2 separate regions of the Mus musculus genome follow, and region 2 is linked to region 1. The links are chromatin contacts, called in public Micro-C maps. All regions are on one chromosome and are shown on one strand. The core of a region is the stretch at or near the end of the contact, and the rest is flanking DNA. Distances in the headings are between cores, read along the strand shown.

Region 1 (4,701 bases), core at 1,217-3,716:
GACTCCCTTGACTCTCTCAGAACTATTGACTATCTGTTCTTGCTGTAACCACTTTGCTTTAGAAAATTAAATTGGGCCTTTCCTTTATGCATGTTCTCTTATGTTTACTCTAAGGAATTTAATGTATTGTCTTACAAAATAATAATGGGCTTGGTTGAGGGTCATTTCTGTCACTATCAGATAGCATAAATAAAATCAGATGTCCTCTCAATGGTGACTCAGGGGTGGGGGGCACCTTTCTTACTCACACTCCACTGGGAGAAGTTTAGTTTTACAGATGTTCAGCTCAAGATTGCTCCGAGTATTTAACAGATCATTTACAGGAAGTACTGTAATTTAGCAGCGGCTTCTTTTGAGTGAGCCGTAATGTCTCAGCCTGAGCAGGAAGAGCTAATGTTTTATCACTTGAGTACTGCTTATCTCCAGGTTGTCCAGAAAATGAAATCAAGTCTTTCTTTTTTCTTTTTAGCATACCTCCAGATAATCTCTCTATTCAAGAATTTCAAAGAAATGAAAGTATTGATGTTGAAGTAAGCAAGCTTAGAAAATTTTTTCTGTGTTTTATACTGTATTTGAGGATGATAAATGGAATGTAAAGATTTTAATGTTAGTAGGGAAGGGCATGTGTGTGTGTCTCTCTCTCTCTCTGTGTGTGTGTGTGTGTGTATACCTGTATGTGTGTCAGAGGACAGCTTTGCGGAACCTTCCACTTTTTCATGGGTTCAGCACCTGCTGAGCTGTCTTGCCAGCCTTGAGGGGTTTTAGCTGTGAAGCTTTGGTTGGGGAAGGAGGTGGGATCTGTTATCTTTGAGGTAGCTGAATGTTTACGTAAATCAAATACATTATTTTCTCATGTAGACTTGAAAGTGTAGCCATTGTAAAAGTCTCGCCTATGTGCCATTGCTGTTTAAGCCTCATGTAAGCTTTTTTTTTTCCTTTAGAGGATAAAATAAACTGTATGTTAGGACACAGTATGCAACAAAAATGAATATGACTTTAATTTCTCATAGTTCATAATTTCTGGTTATGAAAAATAAGTTTAACGTTAATTTTGGATATTTAAATGTGGGTGAGTCTCAAATATGGCTGAGCATTTTTCTATATATTTGTGGTTGGGTGAAGATCAACATATGTTCAAACTGTAGCACAGTAAACCTTAGTGTTGACTCTCCTTATAGGTAAGATGGATGAAGAGGCAGGCTAGTGGTCATGTTGTAGGAACAGTAAAACGTTCATGTACTGCGGTCAGAGAAGGGTCGTTACTTTTTCAAAAAGTAAAATTTAGCTCTGACTCTAGACAATCTCATTTGAATCGGCCGTCTCTTCCGAAGGAAAAGTAGATTTGGCGCTCTCTCCTTTGCTGTAGGTTGTTCAGCTCATCAGTGCGGAGATCCTCCCGTATGCCAACCTCATTCCTAAAGCGTTCGTGGGTCAGATGATGACCATGCTCAACAAGGGCTCCATCCACTCTCAGCCGTGCTCATTCACAGGTGCGTGACTCGGGGCCGCTTACAGCCCGAGCGAGGATAGTCACATGTGTAAGTCATGCTTCAGCGTGGGACGTAGAGAGTGAGGGTTATACCGGGAAATGGAGGCGATCATATACGTAAGCTCTGATTAAGTGAGTCACATGGGGCTTCTGCAGTCGGATGAATTATGCATGGTGACAGAATTTACTACATTTTGAAGTCATGGATTATTGTAAAGAGTCTAGTATAGAAAAAAAGAGAATATTCTGCCACTTAGAATGTTGGTTTTAGTAGGGAAAAAGTTTCTTAACATTTCTTAACGGAGCAAACAGTGAGTGCCTACTATGTACCACACTGTGCTAGAGAGGTGTCTCACTCTTGGGAACATTTCTGAGGATACATACCACAGTATGTATAAAGAACACACTCCATTCATTATGCCCTCTAATATGTCTAAATTTTGTTATAATTTCTGGTTATTAAAACATGTACTCAGATCTCAGAAGTAACTGTGACACAATGGGATTTTTTTATGTGAGGTCATACATTTTTGCAGGTTATTTTCTATCCTTAGTCCCAACCTTTACTAGAGCTACCCTGACCATTTATACAGTTTGACCACTAGATGGCTCTCTTGCTGCTTACTTCACAAGCCAAGGGTTTTGTGGTTTTTTTTGTTTTTTGTTTTTTTTTTTTCCACTCACCCCAGCATTTCAAAAAACTGGCCTGCACAGCATGGGAATTTCAGAGAAAAATAATTAAGTGGGCTTATTTTTTATATAATACTTATATTTAAAATGGTAGATATTCTAATAGAGTACAATTAAAATTAGGTACAAATATTTCAAGGGCTGAATCATCAGGTTTTCTGATAGCCCGCCTACCAAGTATGGTGTGACGTGTACCAAGGCCAGGTAGCCCTGCCTACCGTGTGTGGTGTGAGCACAGCAACACTGAAAGAAAGACAGGCGCTCACACGCACTCCAAGGACTGCATAAAGAACATGCTGTCTCAGCTTTTCCTTTGCGTTTTCTGTAAACACACACAGAAAGACATTCCATGCTAGGCGAGTTCCTAGGGTCACTTGGTTCTTGGATCTTTAGCATGGACTGATGGCCAAACTTCACAGACTCTCAGGGTTTCGGAAGGCCAAAAGAAAGAAGTAAATAAAAGAAAGAGGTTCTTCCAGAGGGGTGAAGGAGACCATGGGGGGGGCGGGGGGAGTGTGGTGCGGGCAGGCACAGCAGTGGGGCAGTGAGCTGAGAACTCCTCAACCCCAGGCGGGAGACTGAGAGTGAAATCAAGGGCTAGAGGGGGAGCCGACTGAGAGAGAGAACATGTGTGTGCTGAGAGTGGTGTATGGCTCTGAAACCTCAAAGCCCACCCCTAGTGACACACGTCCTCACTGAGGCCACGCCTCCTAAGAGTCCCCAGCAGTACTTCTGCCTGTGGAGTGTGCAGTGTTCAAGTTCCAGAAACTGTTGCTCAAACCACAGGAGTGACCAAGAACATAGAGCAGAAACCGGTGGGAAAATTTGTGCTAAACTAAGATCAGAAAGAAAGAAAATTAGTCAGAGGCGTTTATCAGGTACCTCTGATAACTGCATCTTCCTGGAGGGAACAGAGAAATATAGAAAAGGGAATTGCTGAAGACTAAAGATATCCTCACCTTAGAGATGATAACTCTGTGCCCAAAACAATGAAGGATAAAGATCACACAATATCCACACACTTACCATAAAAGGAAGATCAGTCACTCTCAGCCACAACAACTTTTCAAATGGTCTACAAGTTCTCCAGGAACTGCGCATTTCTCAAAGACTTGACATGGGGGCTAGAAATGGAGAGTTCTCACCATGGAGGCGTGTACCTAGGCACAGCTGGGCAGGTCTGAGTCTAGGATGGTAGTTCTCATACTTTAGCAGAAAGGGTGTCCTGTTCCCAGGGTTTCTGCCTCGGACAGGGTGGGATAGGAGAGTTCCCACTTCCCACAATGGCTCTCGAGCAGCTGGAAGCCAGCTGTATGTCTTACACAGTAACGTAACGGCAGCCTCAGAAGAACAACAAAGGTTTATTTTCCTCCATCCCTTCTTAGGAAGCCACTTCCAGATATCTTCATGGAAGCAGGGTAAACCGAGAAAGCAGGAAGCTAGGGTTCTGGGAGACATGAGGGAGAACGGCGTTGGCCAAAGACTACCTGCCAGTTATGGCTAAAGAAGTTGACTAGGAAGAACTAGTCCAGAGCAGAGCAGGCTCATGCTCCTGAAAACATGTGGCTAGGGAAGGAGAAAAGATGGTAAGACAGAAAAGGCAGTAAGTGTGGGTTTTGACTTAGATGAAGCTCTTGAGAAGTTTGTTCGGGTTTTGTCATTGTTGTTTAAGGTGTCATCTCAGGTACTCCAAACTGTCCTCAAAAAATGCATACCTCAATGACTGGCACCAAACTTCCTGTGCAGCCTAGAGTGCCCTTAAGCTTTTCATTCTCATGCTGGAGTTGCCGGCATGCCACCATGTCTACTTTATGTAGTACTGGGTATTGAACCTAGAATCCAAACGCAGAGCCTCGTGTGTACTAGGCAAGCATTCTGCCAACCAGGGGACACTCATTGCCCTTAAAACTCACTTTATAGCCTTGTCACAAGATAAGAAAAATGTTGGGACCAACAGATAGATACTGGCCATCAAGCCTGAAGCCTTAAGTGCAGTCACTAGAATGCACATGGAGAGAACTGACTCCTGCGGGTTGTCTTCTGCCTTCCACATGTATAATGTGGCATGTGCACATGTGCACACACATGCATGCACACACACGCACACATACACACATGTACATACACAAGCACATGTACATACACAATATACGCACATGCACATGCACACACACACACATGCAAACACACTCTAAACAAAGGAAAAGCAAAAAGAACATGTTGATTATGGGCAGCCTCTCTTTGCACCTTCCTAGAGGAAAGATTGTTATTTACTAGATATTTACTAAGTAGTATTAACTAAAGGTTGTTCATCAGTGCCTTTCATCTTATTGATATCCTTATTCCTAGCTTGCTAGGCTCGTTATTAATGTGCACTGTGTTAACATTTTTTAATAATCAAATGTTGCTAATTTTACAGAAGCAGAAATTGACATTCGTTTGAGAGAAGAATTTTCTAAAATGTGTTTTGAAACATTGCTCCAGTTTTCCTTCAGTAACAAAGTCACAACACCCCAGGAAGG
Region 2 (4,701 bases), core at 1,344-3,843, 71 kb before region 1:
GCTCTTAACCACTGAGCCTTCTGGCTCATTGTTAAAGAGATAAAAGTGTAGGGACCTAGTGGCAACTGTCGGTTGCAGGGGGAGAGGTGCTATTTTCTTTGGCAGTTGTACCTACTGGAAAGTAGCCCATGCTGCAGAAATAATCTCTTATCCATGCTCATGCAAGCAATCTTCAACTCAGTGACACACACACATGCATACACATATGCACGCTTGCACAAACAAGCACACACTTAAGCACACAAATATGCACACATGTGCACACATGCACAAATAAGCACAAACATATGCACACACATGCACATGTGCACACATATGCGCACATGCACACAAACAAGCACACATGTGCATACATACACAATATGAAAATTAGAGGAAACTTCTTAGGAAGGAGAGTTTCAGCATAGGGAGGAGGAATGGGAGAATGAGATAGTAATGAAGATGGGAGTTATTACAACCTACTATACACACATACGAAGCTGACAAAAATAAGTAAACTAATCAAAATATTCTTAAAAGGTACCAGGAGAACAGGCTGACTTCCCATTTTTCAATGTGAAGAGGGAACATCAAGAAAAAAAGAATTTCACTGATTATTATGTTTGGACACCACAGAAGAACTGTGTGAGTGATGACCTGTAATGAGCCCTTATTTTTTTTATTTTTTATTTTTTTGAGCCTTTATTTTCTAACATCACTTTGAAGCACACGTCTTTCCTCTCAGCTCTGGAGAGGCAGAGGCAGAGGCAGAGGCAGAGGCAGAGGCAGAGGCAGAGGCAGAGGCAGAGGCAGAGGCAGAGGCAGAGGCAGAGGCAGAGGCAGAGGCAGAGGCAGAGGCAGAGGCAGAGGCAGAGGCAGAGGCAGAGGAGGCAGAGGCAAAGGCAGAGGCAGAGAGGCAGAGGCAGAGGCAGGCAGAGCTCTGTGAGTCTGAGGCTGGCCTGGTCTACCTAGTGAGTTTTAGGACATCCAGAGCTACACAGTGAGACCCTGTCTCAAAGAAAACAAAACAAAACAACAACAACAACAAAAGCAAAACAAAATTTCAACTTGAATTCCTCAACTCTACAAAGGTGTCAAAGATGAAAGAAAATTATTTTCAGTAAGTTGTGCCAAAGCTATCTATAATAAACCCAAAACATTGTGTTAGAATCTGTGTTAGTAGCCCAGTTATTAGATCATTTCAGAAAACTTCAAAATACAGCTCCCAACTCAAAGAAAGTAAGACCTAATCTGTTCTGTAGCCCAACATGAAGGACCAAGGCTCAGGAAGACAGATTCAGGTTGCCCCCAAACACCACCATCCAACACAGTAGCATTTTCATAAAGTTTTTATAACAAAGCAAAGACTCCCTTAAGGCATTTGACAAATGCATTAGAGCAGGGGTTCTCAGCCTTCCTAACGCTGCCACCATTTAACACAGTTCCTCATGTTGTGCTGACTCCCAACCAGAAAATTATCTTCAATACTACTTCGTAACTGTAATCTTGCTACTGTTATGAACAATAGCATAAATATCTGACGGTCTTAGGCCACCCACCCCTGTGAAAGGGTAGTTCCACTCAGAGGTTGAGAACATCAGGTAGGTGAGTTACAGCAAAACTGGAAACTTTCTGTCACGCCCCTCAGGGACTATCTGATAGTGATCGCCTTTGAGTCATTGGAAGTTAGGAATCTGATGGCACATTCCAAAAAAAAAAAAAAAAAAAAAAAAAAAAAAAAAAAAAGACAAGGGTGTTAGGTCAAACACAGAGATGACAGTAAGTGGATACCTGGGGGCAAAAGATAACCAAGATAGTTAGATTCTAGACTTGCAACATTCCATCTTCCCATAATCAAGACGTTCCAATCAGTCTCACAGACATAGCTTAACACAGACATAGCTTCCTCCTCTTCCAACTTCAATCCACACAGGCTGGCTTTGCTCATCCGAACAATACGCTGAAATTATTTCTGCTTCCTGCTTATTACAACAGAGAAATGTCTTGGGCAAAAATAGACTCACCTGGAACATCGAAAAAGCTCACGTTAGTTTTTGCCTTACATTTATTTGGCACTTCTGATCTAATGAATTGGTTCCTTATTTGAGCGTCAATTACCTAGTATGTTCTAGGTATACAGTCAGGGAGGTGGGTGGGTGGGGCGGGGAGATAACAAAAACAAAGCAAAATAAAAACATAAAAGGGATCTGTCGGTGGAAGGCGGGGAGGGGGCGGGGAGCAGGAGGAGTCTTGTTAACAGATAAGGAAAATCAGGGACGACTCCGCAGTTAAATAAACCAAAGTCAGTCGATTTGGATAACTCCGCAGGATTGTCGTTTAGGTTCCCCAGGCCGGGGAGGTAGGAGCAAGACGCTGATTTGTGTTTTAAGTCAGGGGGGTGGGGATCAAGGAGGCAGAAGTGACGGACAAGACAAATTCATTTTTTAAAAAAAGCAAATATTTATAGCAGAAGAGAATGGATCACAAACAGACGTAGGGAGACACCTCCGATCATCCCCAGGTTACCAGCCAGCCAAAAAAAACAGGACGCGCCTGCGCAGCTGTGCCGGCCACCTGCGTCGACGGCGGGGGCGGGGTCCGCACTGCCCAGCTGGAGCTCGTTCTGGGCTTCTCGCTCGGCCCCGCCCCTCCAGAGACTCGCCTCCGGATTGGCCCGGGCGGGGGCGGGGCCCGGAGTCCGGAAGTGCGGCTGACGTGTCCGGGCCGCGCTCGGAATTGTGGGCGACTGGGCTAATGGCGTCGGCGGGTCTGGGCACCCGGGGCGGGCATCGCTGAAGCTTGTGGCCAGCTCGGCCGGTGACGCCCGCCGTGGCCAGGCCCCGCGGCAGCGGGAGGGACCTGCCCGTCTGGTGGGCTCCTGAGCCGGCGCCGGTGGAGCCTGGTGGGGCTGCACCGCTGCGGGCAGGTTTCGGCGAGCGGCCGGCGGCGGTGCGGGGCGGCCCGGGGGGAACTCGGGCACGCCTCGGGAGACGCAGCCCGGCTCCGGCCGTGCGCCCGCCCGCCCGCCCGCCCGCCGAGCCCTGGGCCCCGGCTAAGGAAGACTGAGGAGCCGCCGGCTGGCTGCGGGCCGCGCAAGCTGCTGACAGTGCCTGCTTGGTAGTGCTGGTCCCAGATCGGCGGTGACCTGGAGGGACCATGTCCTGCACCAACAGCCCCGAGGCTGTGAAGAAGCTGCTGGAGAATATGCAGAGCGACCTGCGGGCCTTGTCACTAGAATGCAAGAAGAAGTTCCCACCTGTCAAGGAGGTAGGTCCCAGGCGACGTCAGGGGCGGGGGGGGGGAACGTCACGAGCGCTCCCTGGTCCTCGTAGACCGCTTTCCTCGATTCCCCAACACCTATACTAATTTTCATTCCGCCAGTTAAGTTTGGTGATTGCCCAGCAAAGGCTGTTCGTAGAATTCTTTTGAGAGTTCCAAGGAGATTTGATTTCTTCCATTCTCTTGTTATGTTTATTTCGGAGCGAAGTTCCATGAGTGAGCCGGTTTGGTGACACTCGAGTCAGGTATATTGCTCCTAAGAATGAGTATCCACCGCTGTAGCGGAATCCGTTCTCCATACTTAGGTGGGCATAGTGTGTGGGAACATTTCCTTCTTGTCTGTGTTATTCAGCCCACCTAAAAATCTAATCGTCGTGATAAACTAGAGCCCCAAATTACAGCAAATGGTCAAGGCCTACGATAACCATGTTAAGCCCTGCACAAGCAGTATTCTAGTAGGATGCTTTGCAAAACAAATATATCTGAGTATATATAGCCTCTTGGGTGCATAATTTGTTGTTGTTGTTGTTGTTGTTGTTGTTGTTTTTCAGCTGTAGAATAGCTGAAAATTGTGGTACCAGTATAGGAGACCGGGTGTGGTAGCCAAACTTTTAGCTCCAATACTCAGATGCGAGTGGATCTCTGTGAGTTAGAGAGTGGACACCAGGACAACCAGGGTACATAAAGAGACCTTGTTTCCAAAACCGATGGTGGTGATGGTGATGATGACTGGGGCTCACAGGACGAGTATCAGGGAGCTCAATGTATGCTAATAAAATTTTCCAGATATTGAATTGAAAAATTGAGTTTAGTCACTAATGCCTGACTTTTTTCTTTTAAGATTCCATTTTTGTTGAAATATTTTAAAAACTGCCCTTTCACATTTTTAAACTATTGTAGTTCAGGGGTCAGGCTCGGCAGTTAAGAGCACTTGCTGCTCTTCCAGAAGTCCCTTGTTCAATTCCCAGCACCTACATGGTGGCTCACAATCTTGTGTAATTCCAGTTTCAAGGGATCTGACCTCTTTCTTCTGGTCTCCAAAGACACCAGGCACACATGTGGTGTGCAGGCATACCTACAAGCAAAACACCCATACAAATATAACAAAAATGAATACATCTAAAAAAAAACTTTAAAAATAGTGTAGTTCAAAGATATGTAAAAATAGTTAATTTTATTTCCTAGTTAATATAGCTTACTTAGTATACCTGAAATTTTATCATACTACTTGCTATTAAATGTTACAGAGTGAGTTCATATTTTTCTACTTACAACTATCTTTATGAATACTGTAAGAAGTTTTATAATTAGAACTTGACTAGTAAAGTTTAGAATGCAGACTTGTCAGGAATCTTGAAATTTTCCATGAGTGCCTTGCTTTTACCTGTTTGTTCCAGTTACCTTTAGTCCCAGCACTTGGGAGGCAGAGGCAGGTGGATTTCT

Evidence for each region. A called contact is a pair of places that touch in the nucleus more often than the background predicts.
Region 2: a Micro-C map of palatal mesenchyme shows a contact between it and region 1, with 1.9 times the contacts expected there. The contact joins the promoter of Mon2 here to the enhancer-like site in region 1. A contact is called at or near these places in 15 of 39 promoter capture datasets (the 3T3-L1 cell line, 3T3-L1-derived adipocytes, the C10 cell line and 10 more), 1 of 15 datasets of contacts at CTCF or cohesin (the NIH/3T3 cell line), 24 of 484 Hi-C or Micro-C datasets (the AtT-20 cell line, B cells, the C2C12 cell line and 14 more), 5 of 115 datasets of contacts at active chromatin or transcription factors (the SCID.adh cell line, embryonic stem cells, large pre-B cells and 1 more) and 3 of 9 other capture datasets (adipose tissue, liver and pancreatic islet).

What each region holds. Positions count from the first base shown.
Region 1 is chr10:123,002,801-123,007,501 of GRCm38.p6, reverse strand. Mon2 (MON2 homolog, regulator of endosome to Golgi trafficking) reads left to right here. Exons shown (of 36, transcript NM_001163024.1): 32 at 470-530; 33 at 1,367-1,490; 34 at 4,599-4,701. Among named protein-coding and RNA genes, the nearest start is that of Mirlet7i, 19 kb to the right of the region's middle. Within about 2 kb of position 2,466, at least 32 of the 459 cell types and tissues checked have an H3K27ac peak or open chromatin away from gene starts, as enhancers often do. A contact at or near this core is called in the SCID.adh cell line and palatal mesenchyme, where this site is marked.
Region 2 is chr10:123,074,397-123,079,097 of GRCm38.p6, reverse strand. Mon2 (MON2 homolog, regulator of endosome to Golgi trafficking) reads left to right here and starts at 2,593. Exons shown (of 36, transcript NM_001163024.1): 1 at 2,593-3,246. The coding sequence starts at 3,136.